2 separate regions of the Mus musculus genome follow, and region 1 is linked to region 2. The links are chromatin contacts, called in public promoter capture Hi-C maps. All regions are on one chromosome and are shown on one strand. The core of a region is the stretch at or near the end of the contact, and the rest is flanking DNA. Distances in the headings are between cores, read along the strand shown. Region 1 holds the start of Smarca2 (SWI/SNF related, matrix associated, actin dependent regulator of chromatin, subfamily a, member 2). Region 2 holds the start of Smc5 (structural maintenance of chromosomes 5).

Region 1 (5,467 bases), core at 1,467-3,966, 3.3 Mb after region 2:
AGGGGGCTACAAATGCCAGAGCCCTTTGGGCCAGGGAGAGGGAGAGGGAGAAAGGAGAAAAGATAGGAGGGAGGGAGAAAAAGAAGGAAAGAGAGAGACATAGAAAGACAGACATATATACAGAGGTAAATGAACAGGGAGAAATACAAACACACATAGATAGACAAAGACAGACACAGAGAGAGTCAGCCAGAGATAGAGAGACGGAGAGATACACACAGAGAAATAGAGAAAAGTAGACACACAGAGAGAAAGACACAGGGATGCACACACACACACACAGACAGACACAGACATACAGAGAGACACACAGAGAGAAATAGAAAGAAATAGACATACAGAAAGACACAGAAATGCACAAGTGTACAGACACATACATACAAACACACATACACACAAGACACACACATAAAACACACATACATACAAACACACACACACAAGACACACATATAGAGACAAAGTCAGAGAGAGAGAGAGACACAGAGGGAGACACACACAGAGAGAAATAGAAAGAAGTAGAAGTGGAAAGAAAGACAAGAGATGCGCACATAGAAACACACACACACACACACACACACACGCACGCACTGTGTGATATCATCAAATTGTTAAACCTGGGCTGTGAGGTTGACATGTGAAGGAAACAAATGTAAAACCTAATGCTTGCTAATGAATGCTTATCTTTATAAGTTAAAGCCTTTTATTATACACAATTAGGTTTCTGGCTATAGTCTGGTAAAGCTGAAACCTATTAGGCAGTTAGAAGCTAGTATTTAGATTATGCATTTACTACACTATTAATTGGGCTTAGCGTTTCTTAGAATATATTCCATTACTGTTATACTGGCCTATCCTCAGGCAGAGAAACAATTTCTTACAACCTCCAGGGAGGCACACTATATCCTAGTCCCTTTTGTTTGGTTTAGAAGTTTGCCATGGGATACACAGAAAACATGGAAGCCAAATTTAACAAGCAAATAGCAGCACCTTGGAAAACTATAAAACTCTAGGCTTGTGTGATTGCTCTCCCTGCTTGCCTGCTCCATGCAGTGGAGCCTTGGTAGTGCTTCCTCCCAGGCCTGGGCCAGTGATGTAAACTCTTCCTAATGAGCACACAGGAATCTGACATTGTTCCCGTTGCTCCTTGTCATCAACATACCCAGTACCTAAGCTTGAGCATCCTTAGAATAGCACTTCACACCCAGTGGCTCTCACAGTCAATTCTGTAAAAGTATAAACCATCTTAAAATAGGATTTTACCCCAGGGTGGGAGGGATCCTCAACCAAATAGTCACAGTGCACTTTGAATGACTAATTTACGCCATTACATTGCAAAATAAGGAATAGATCATACTTTTTCATAACATGACCACATAGGAGCAGTTTTAATTTTAAGAGTCAAGCACCTACATTAATCTGAGTCTAATATAATAGGCCTCTGATTTAAAATCTCCTAACATTCTTTCACACTTCATAAAACTAAAAATAAAACCGCCTCACCAAATAGTGACCTAGGGTCCGGCAGACATACTGTATTTCAAGGAAAACTGAAACACTAGCTCTCCAAACCACTACGTGCAGGCAAATTGCAGTTTGTAGCCTTAATTGGTCTTAAATGTGGGGTGGAAGAGAGAGGAGACTTCGGTCTGTAGAGATTGAGATTTATTTCCCTTTTTAAATCAAAAGCAGATCCCATGGTTCAGCTGCCCCCTGACTCTCCCGCCCTACCCTCGCGGGTCGTTCTCTCCTCCCACATTTTTATGTATATTTTATTCGAAGACGACAGGTGAGGGGAGGTGAAAGTGCTTCGTGCCTTTCCGAAGTAAACAGAGGGGTTAGGAGGGTTTATCTGGGTTTATTTATTTACTAGGCGGCCGGCCTCTCAGCTGTTTCTCTTCTCTGGCATTTGGAAGCTTGCAGTCCTTTAGGGATGAGACAGATTTGGCAAGCTCGCTCTTTGTGCCGCCTCCCTTTTCACTGGGGGCTGGGGATGGGTGGGAAGAACGCAAATTTATGACAGCCTTGAGAGAAACGGGGAGGAGGCGGGGGTCGAAAAAGTTTCAGCTCGTATGATAATGCCCATTCCCTCCCACCCCCGCGGCCAACACTGCCACAAACAGCTTTGGTGCCACCCGGAGCCCTGCCCCCGCCGTCCCCTCCCTTTCTCTCTGCAGGCTCGAGCTGGCAGGCGCAGGCACACTTAAATTCCAGCACGGTCTCCACATTCCCCAGAACTACTACGCTCGATTACTACGGCTGCCCTCCCCTTCGCTTCGGGGGGTTCCCCCAGTCTCCTCGGAGAAGCTCGGAAGGCTACTGCCAGCTAAAGGATGTGCGGCTCCCGAGTCCAGCAGGGCTGCGGGCTGGTTGCTTGTCCTGCGCAGTTTCTCTGCTCCAGGCACAAACACGGCGGAGAGCCGGCGCCTCGCAGACACACACAGATCCACGCATACAGTAGAGCTGTCTAGATCCACATTCTTGCACACCGCCCCCTGCTCCCCCCGCGCGCTCCCGGAGTCGCTGAGCAGGGCGAGTGACAGGAGCGTCCCACCAACCCGCGCCGGGCCGGGCAGGGAGGAGCGGCTCGCGGGGCCAACTGCGGCGCGTCTTCCGGCGCCCGTGGAGGCGGCGAGGGTGGGACGCGGGGCGGAGCCCGAGTTTAGGAAGAGGAGGGGACGGCTGTCATCAATGAAGTCATATTCATAATCTAGTCCTCGCTCCCTCTGTTTCTGTACTCTGGGTGACTCAGAGAGGGAAGATTCAGCCAGCACACTGCTCGCGAGCAAGGTAAATATAACTTACAACTCCTTTCTCTTCTCTCCACGGCTCCGGCCTTACAGCAGCCGCAGCGGCCGCCGAACCCCTTGGGCACCGCGCCGCCTTCGCCCCGGATTATGCATCCTTATCCTAATCATTATTTATTGTGCATGCTGGAAGACCAAAACAAACAGGCGGGCCAACCGCTACAACAACAAAAAAGCCCGCCTCTTCCCCGCGGGCCTCAGGTGGAATGCTCTAACCACAGCTCCCGGGTGGCGATAAAAGAAACAAAGTTTCAACCGAACCTCGCCGTTCTAATAATAACAGTAATAATTACTACTTCGAGGGGGCAAGGAGAAGAAATCCCAACATGTCACAGCCTTGACCCTGGGCAGGTTGACAGTGATGCGCTGCCAACTCAGGGTTGCAACACACTCTCCGCCAGGTTGCATCCCCCCCCCCCTCCTATCCCCTAAAAAGCAGAGGTGGGGAGGGCTAGTGGCAAGAGGAGAGGGGGATTTGGGAACTCCGGGCCGGGGGGCGGAGGGGTTGGGAGGCGGGGGACTGGAAACGCGACAGTTCACCCCGAGCCATCCTCCCCGTTAGAGTTGGAAGGGAACAGGAAAGGAGGGAAGGAGGGTGAGGAGCCCGGGCTGGCGGCAGGGCGCCAACCAACACGGCTGCTATTCGCCTCCCGGGGACTTGTTTAAAGGGCTCCGGCTGCGGGGACGAGAGCAGATCTTGGCGGTAGTAGTCTGGGATGGCGCACTGAGCGGGCGGCGGCCACTACCACAGGGTTGGTGCCTTGGGGCTCCGAGGTGTCACCTCCACTCCCGGGGTTCCCTAGGGCAGGGAAGGGAATGTTGATTGGTGACAGGCCTTTAGGTGAAAGGGTTGGCCCCGGGGGCTATGGCCGTGGCGCCGCGGACCCTCTTGTCTGGTACCTAGAGGCAGCGCGGGCTAGGATGTTGAAGTTCGGGGTGTCCAGCCCGGGTCTCATTACAGAGGGTGGAAGGAAGCCCCAAGGAAAGAGGTCCGAGGTGTCCACTAGGCTCTGTTAGCCTCCCCTCCCCTCTCTGGGTTTGTTTTCTTTTGCTTGGTGTCTTTCCTTGGCAAGCGCCGAGGAAGCTGCAGACGCGGGGCGCCTGGGATGGTCTGAGTGTCAGGGGCGCACAGGGACCCGGGAGAGCCACGGCGGCTGAGGGCTGGGGAGGCCATGATCCGGATAATCCTCTCTGCCTGACTGTCACAACAGGACCCGCACGCACCCGGGCAGCGGCCGCGGCGTTCGCCCGGGAAGGGGAAGGGCTGCAGTGGGGAGGAAACAGGGGGTGGCGAAGGAGGGAGGCGGGGAGAGCCGGTGGGAGCCTCCTCCTAGCGATGACACTCACCCCTTCCTTCTTGCTCCCTGCTTTCGAGTTTGCTTTATTCCCATCCCAACATAGTTCACCCCTTCCCTTGCCTCCTCCTCCTCCCCCATCGCTGGGCTGCCTCCCCTCCCATTGGCGTTGCAAAACAGGGCCACGCCATCTGCATAGGTGTCGCGATGTACTTCCCCAAATCACCGGTCCAGCGCGCCAGCCCCTGGGCGCCCTCCAGCCACCAAGCGCACACCAGCACAGTGCCCCCCGGTGCCCCGCACCAGGCCGCGCAGCCTGGACGCAGTGACACCGCTCCGGGCGGGGCGCAGCGCTGAGGACTCTAGGGGACACCCGCGCTCCGGCCCGGGCGCTCACGCTGGTTTCCGGTACCTGCAGGAGATCGCCGGGTGCGGGTGTCTGCATTCACCCCTGCGGCCTGGATTACATTATTATTTTTTTATACCGGTTGCTATTCGCTGCGGATAGTGGTGAGCGCCGGGCTGGTAGGGCTGCCTGGGGGATGGGGGCGGAGGGAAGTTGGACACCAATCAACCCGGAAAAAAAAAGTTTGGCAGTGCTGCAAGTCGGATGGAGGGGCTGGAGGGGGCGGCGGGCTGGCGTGAGTGTGCAGTGCGCTAGGGACCAGTGAGTGGCGAGCTGCGCGGGCTGCGTCTCTAGCCGGAGCACTCCCGGGAGCCGGACGCAGAGCCGGCTGGGTCTGGCGGCGGGAGGCGGTGGCGGTGCGTGCGGCGGCGAGGGCGAGTGCGTGGCGCGCGCGAGCGGCGGAGAATCAGGAAGTCACCGCGGCGAAGCGCACAGACGTGTTTGATCGCCGTGACATGACGCGCGCGAGGGAGGAAGAGGAGGTGGCGGGGGCCGGGCCGCGGGCGCCGGCCTAAGCCGCGCTGTGCACACCGCTCCCTCGCAGCCCCGGGCGGCGCCAGCTCGAGAGCCCTGGCCGTTCAGCGTCGCCCAGGTAAGGAGCCGGCTCCTCCCGCTGTCGCCGCCGCCGCCCGCTGAGCTTTCTAGGTCTTTCTCTGCCGACCCCCCTCCCATCTTTGGCTCGCCTTCCGTGCAAAGTCAGGCAGGCAATCGATTGCAGGGAAAACTTTCCAGCGGGAGGCACTGCGCGGGGGAGATGGAGGCCTCGCGGGTGGCTGGCGTGGTCAGTTCTTTCTGCTCCAGGTCCGGAGAGAGTGAGTCGCTGTGCCCTGCGGCTGTTGCACGTTCAAACTTCGGGCCTAAATGTGCTTCCAACTCTCGCAGGATTTACTCCACGAAGAAAATAAACACCCCAAGCGGTCCACTCTCTCGCGGGGGCCCTTGGGGGTGTTTAAAGCGAA
Region 2 (4,854 bases), core at 2,116-4,615:
TGTGTGTGTACACCTGTACACACACACACCTTAAAAGGCTTTGTAGCCGGGCGTGGTGGCGCACGCCTTTAGTCCCAGCACTCGGGAGGCAGAGGCAGGCGGATTTCTGAGTTCCAGGCCAGCCTGGTCTACAAAGTGAGCTCCAGGACAGCCAGGGCTATACAGAGAAACCCTGTCTCGGAAAACCAAAAAAAAAAAAAAAAAAAAAAAGGCTTTGTAACTCAGCCCTAGTTTCAACTTTTTCCTATCTCCTTTTTCTATCTCTACTCAGAACTCTAAATTCTATTATATATTTCTTCTAGTTTCCTGACTAATCTGTGCTTCCTTTAGCTTATAACTCTCCCTCTACTCTCAACCTATCTGACTTAATTTGCTCACAGCAACCTCCTGTCCTATCTCTAGTCCATCTGAATTCTCTAAGCTTAGCTAGCCCCCCTACTTGCTTGGGACTCACTTCTCTCAGACTCGTTCTGTGACAACTTGGTTGTCAACCTAAATACATCTAGAATTAATTAAAACCCAAGCAGCTGGGTAGACCTGTGAGGGATTTTTTTCTTAAACCACTTGAAGTGGGAAGACCCACTTTTCATCCAGATCTTCTGAGGTGTGAAGATCCACCTTTACTCCGGGCCACACTTTCTGCTGGAAGCCTCTATAAAGGACACAGAGGGAAGCTTGTTCTCTTTGCCTGCTGGCTTCCCCTCTTGCTCTCAGTGACAAGTCCATTTCTTCATTGGCATCAAGAGCCTACCTCTGGGATTCTGAAGACCAGCAGAGACATCCAGTGTCATGGACAAAGTAAGAATAACTACTGGCTTCTTAGAGCCACTGTCAATGGTAGACAGCCTTTGTTGGACAAGCTGAACCAAAGCCTGTAAGCCATTCTAATAAGAAGCCTTTCTGTATATGGATATAGATGTATTCTATAAGTTCTGTTCCTCTAGAAAATCTGAATATACCCCCCCAAATCTAAAATCTTATATTATTAAAATAAACAAAACCATACCCAACTCTGCATTTTTCACCTACTTTTTTTCTTTTTGCTGTTTTGGTCCAAGCTTTTCTTCCTTGGTCTAAAAAGTTTTCTTTTGTACTACTTGATCAAAGGGAAAACATTTTTCCAATTGCTCAATGTAGGAGGCTTCGGTCTCATTACGAGTTCAATGGAGCAGTTACTTCAAGGATTATTTTAACTAAGCCTCTCTGACGAGTCCCCCGTGAGTCTCAGCTCACCTTCCAGTACAGGAGATCTCTGCGCTCATCTTCTCTCATTCTTACAATAAAGACTTTTTTTTTCAATTTTTTATTAGATATTTTCTTCATTAACATTTCAAATGCCATCCTGAAAGTCCCCTATACCCTTTCCTTCCCCGCCCTGATCCTCTACCCACTCACTCCCACTTCTTGGCCCTGGTGTTCCCCTATACTGGGACATATAAAGTTTGCAATACCAAGGGGCCTCTTTTCCCAATGATGGCTGACTAGGCCATCTTCTGCTACATATGCAGCTAGAGACACGAGCTCTGGGGGTTACTGGTTAGTTCATATTGTTGTTCCACCTATAGGGTTGCAGACCCCTTCAGTTCCTCAATAAACACTTTTTAATTCCTCCAATTTATATTTTCCTTTTTGTAATTTCAAAGATTTCTGTAACATCAATAGCCACCTATACACAGGACTCCCAAGCCTGTGACTTATTCTTTTCTCTCTGAGCTCGTCGAGGCCTTTAGAAACTCCATGCATACATCTCTCTTAGCTATCCCACAGGAAAGTTCAAGACAGAGGCGCTCAACTGCATTCATCATTTATTCTCCGTCCACTCCACCCCCCCACTACTCTCTCTTGAATAACCAGATTGGTTAGCCAGAGCCAGACTTGGGAAGAACTAGGACACACTCCTCCACTCTCAGGCCTCACAATCTATAGGCAGATCTTATCAAATAACCCTTTCAGCTCTGCATTCTTGCTTTCTTACTTTAAATATTCTTGCTTGCTATCTGGCACCCTTTCAAAATCACAGGTTCCCGACCGCCTGCCTGCAGGATGATGCTGGAGTTCTTTAGTATAGTAACAGACAAGCCGGAACAATCGTTTCCAACCTCTATTCACCTATGTTCTTACATTCTACCTAAGGTCACTCACGAAACATTACAAACTGGCTTTCAGGCAGTTCCTTCTTTGGGTAATCGTCTTCCCTCCTTTTCTACTTTAGTATCTTCTTCACAAAGCTCTGATGGTTGGGGATGGACTTAGCCTTTTCAGTCTGTGCCTCCCATGAAATCCTGGGTAGATAAGTTACAGCAGATAACCTCATGCTGAGTACAGTTACCTTTCCTGATCAGGATTCAAATTAGCAATTTTGCTATTAGAATCTATACAGACCGGGGCAAAAAAACAATAGCCATGAGTTTATGTCATCAACAAAGACAGGTAGAAACGCAGCGATGTGTAAATAAAACAAACGAACACCTGATACACAACTGCTTGAAAAAAAAATGGTATTGTTATTAAGGGTCTATAAATTATGCAAGCCTACATTTAAGAAAAAATACCTCGAAAAGATAACTCTAAGATGATAAACAGATAATGATATTTCTGGTAACATTTAGAATCTACTCAACTAGTTGGGGTCGGGGCAAGGAAGAAAGGAGGATTGGACGGGGCAAGAATCTGCAAGGAGGTACAAAAACTGGGAACACGATTTTTAATTTCTTTGGTACACTCTAATCTCCAATCAACAACCATTACCATGTCATCTGCCCATTCTGGAAATCGTGTACACTTTTTAAAATTTGCCACTCTGCTGTAACTGTCGAGTTTTGTGAAGTGCACAGGTCCGTGGTAGATCGAGATTCGCAGATTAACAAACTAGAGACCCGGCCCCTTCGTATCTACTGCCTAGAGCCGACGCCTTCCAAAACCACTGGGTGGATAAAAACATCAGGCCACACGCCTACTACAGCCAACACGGCCAGTCTTCGTGGCCTAGGCAGGGAATGCCTCAGGGTTAGCCTGGCACAGGTTCCCCACCGCCGGGCACAGCCCACCGCCCCGGGCCTGCGGGCCGCTTGCTCCCGCCCAGCGCGGCCTGCCGCCACTCACAAGAAGTTCTCCATGGCGATGCGGACGATTGAGCCCTCGACGAAGGTCCCGGACGGCCGCGGCAGCGTCGGCAACGGGTTCGAGTTCTTTCTCTTGCTCGGGACCTCGGAGGAAGCATCTCTCGGGAGAGACCGCTTGGAAACCTGGGGGTTGGGGGGAGCAGCCTTCCCGCTCGGAGTCGCCATCCTGGCTTCCTCCGCGTCCCGCAGCGGCTTCCGTTCCCGGCGAGCCGCAGCCCAGGAGCCTCCGCGCCCGGCTCCCGCGCTAACTGACCCCGCCTGACCCCGCCCCCGCGGCCCCGATGCGCTTGCGCGGTTCCGCCCCGCAAACCCGAGGCCACGCCCCGACCAACGCTCCCCGGTGGCCTCAGAGGTGCGATGTGTGTGTGTGTGTGTCTGTGTGTGTGTGTGTGTGTGTATGTGTCTCTGTGTGTGTCTCTGTGTGTGTCTCTGTGTGTTTCTCGTGTGTGTGTGTGTGTGTGTGTGTGTGTGTGTGTGTGTGTGTGTGTGTGTGTGTGTGTGTGTGTTACTACTTTGCAACGGTCCCTCCCAGAACTCCAGGCTTCATCTGTCTTATGTTCTACATTGCAGTTTCCTTCCCTGGTGCTCAAATGAACTCCAAAGAAAAGATGCCTGTTGACTGTGCCTGTTGTTGGAAGCATGGCACTAACAACCATCTGATGCTCTCAAGATTGTGAAGAGTGTATTAATTACTTGCCCACTCACACTTCCTAGTCCTTTTATTGTATAATTTATTTATTTTTATTTTATGTGCATTGATGTTTTGCCTGCATGTATGTATGTCTGTGTGAGGGTGTCAGATCTCGGAGTTACAGACAGTGGAACCCAGGTCCTCTAGAATAGCAGTCCGTTCTCTTAACCACTGGGCCATCATGCTATCTCCCAGCACATACATTTATTTATTTATTTGAGACAGACTCTTTATATAGCTCTAGATGGACTACTACTCACTAGAGAGCCCAGGCTGGTCTTGAACTTTTACTACTTCTGCTTCCTTAGTGCAGCCACCAGTTCCAGTGCAGCCACCAGATGGCCTCTCCCTTCAGGGTTTCTTTTTTCTTTTCTTTCTTTCTTTTATTTAATTAAGCATTTCACTTATTTACAACCCAAATGTTGTCTCTCTCCCCCCCCCAGAGTTCTTCCCCCCCCCCCCCATCGCTCCTCCTCTTTGACTCTGAGAGGGTGCCTCTCCCTTGGTATCCCCCCTCCCTGGGGCATCCAGTCTCTGCAGGACTAAGCACATCCTCTTCCACTAAGGCCAGACAAGGCTGCTCTCTGCTACATATGTGCTGGTGGCCTTGGACCAGCCCATGTATGTTCTTTGGTTGGTGGCTTATTCTCTGGGAGCTCCTAGGGGTTCAGGTTAGTTGATATTGTTGGTCTACCTATGGGGTTACCATCCCCTTCGCTTTCTTCAATCCTTCCTTTAAATCTTCCATAGGGGTCCTTTCAGGGTCTTTAAATTCCCTGCTTCTTTAGGAATGGCTCTACCTCCCTGTGCCCATGTTCATCTCATTAGCCCTTTCAAAGATTATGCCCCTGAAGCCCATAGGCAACATTCACCCAACCAATAATAACCGGCCAGAGACTAGGGTAATGGGGAAATAAAGATAAACCATTAAATAGTTTTAAGTAGGAGAGGCCTGTGATCTAATTAAAGCTTTTCAGTCATTCTGCTTGCTGTGTGGAAAACTCATTGAAAGGAGACCTGGGGAGGCCAGTTAGAAATCCC

Evidence for each region. Promoter capture Hi-C pulls out the DNA fragments that hold promoters and counts their contacts.
Region 1: a promoter capture Hi-C map of pre-B cells shows a contact between it and region 2, with 3 times the contacts expected there.

What each region holds. Positions count from the first base shown.
Region 1 is chr19:26,602,444-26,607,910 of GRCm38.p6, forward strand. Smarca2 (SWI/SNF related, matrix associated, actin dependent regulator of chromatin, subfamily a, member 2) reads left to right here and starts at 2,717. Exons shown (of 33, transcript NM_011416.2): 1 at 2,717-2,790. It overlaps Gm52395 (a long non-coding RNA gene), which reads right to left and starts at 4,067. Exons shown (of 7, transcript XR_003952911.1): 1 at 3,708-4,067; 2 at 2,806-3,606.
Region 2 is chr19:23,270,532-23,275,385 of GRCm38.p6, forward strand. It overlaps Smc5 (structural maintenance of chromosomes 5), which reads right to left and starts at 3,366. Exons shown (of 25, transcript NM_001252684.1): 1 at 3,103-3,366. The coding sequence starts at 3,287. Gm33950 (a long non-coding RNA gene) reads left to right here and starts at 3,377. Exons shown (of 2, transcript XR_386613.2): 1 at 3,377-3,474; 2 at 3,693-3,828.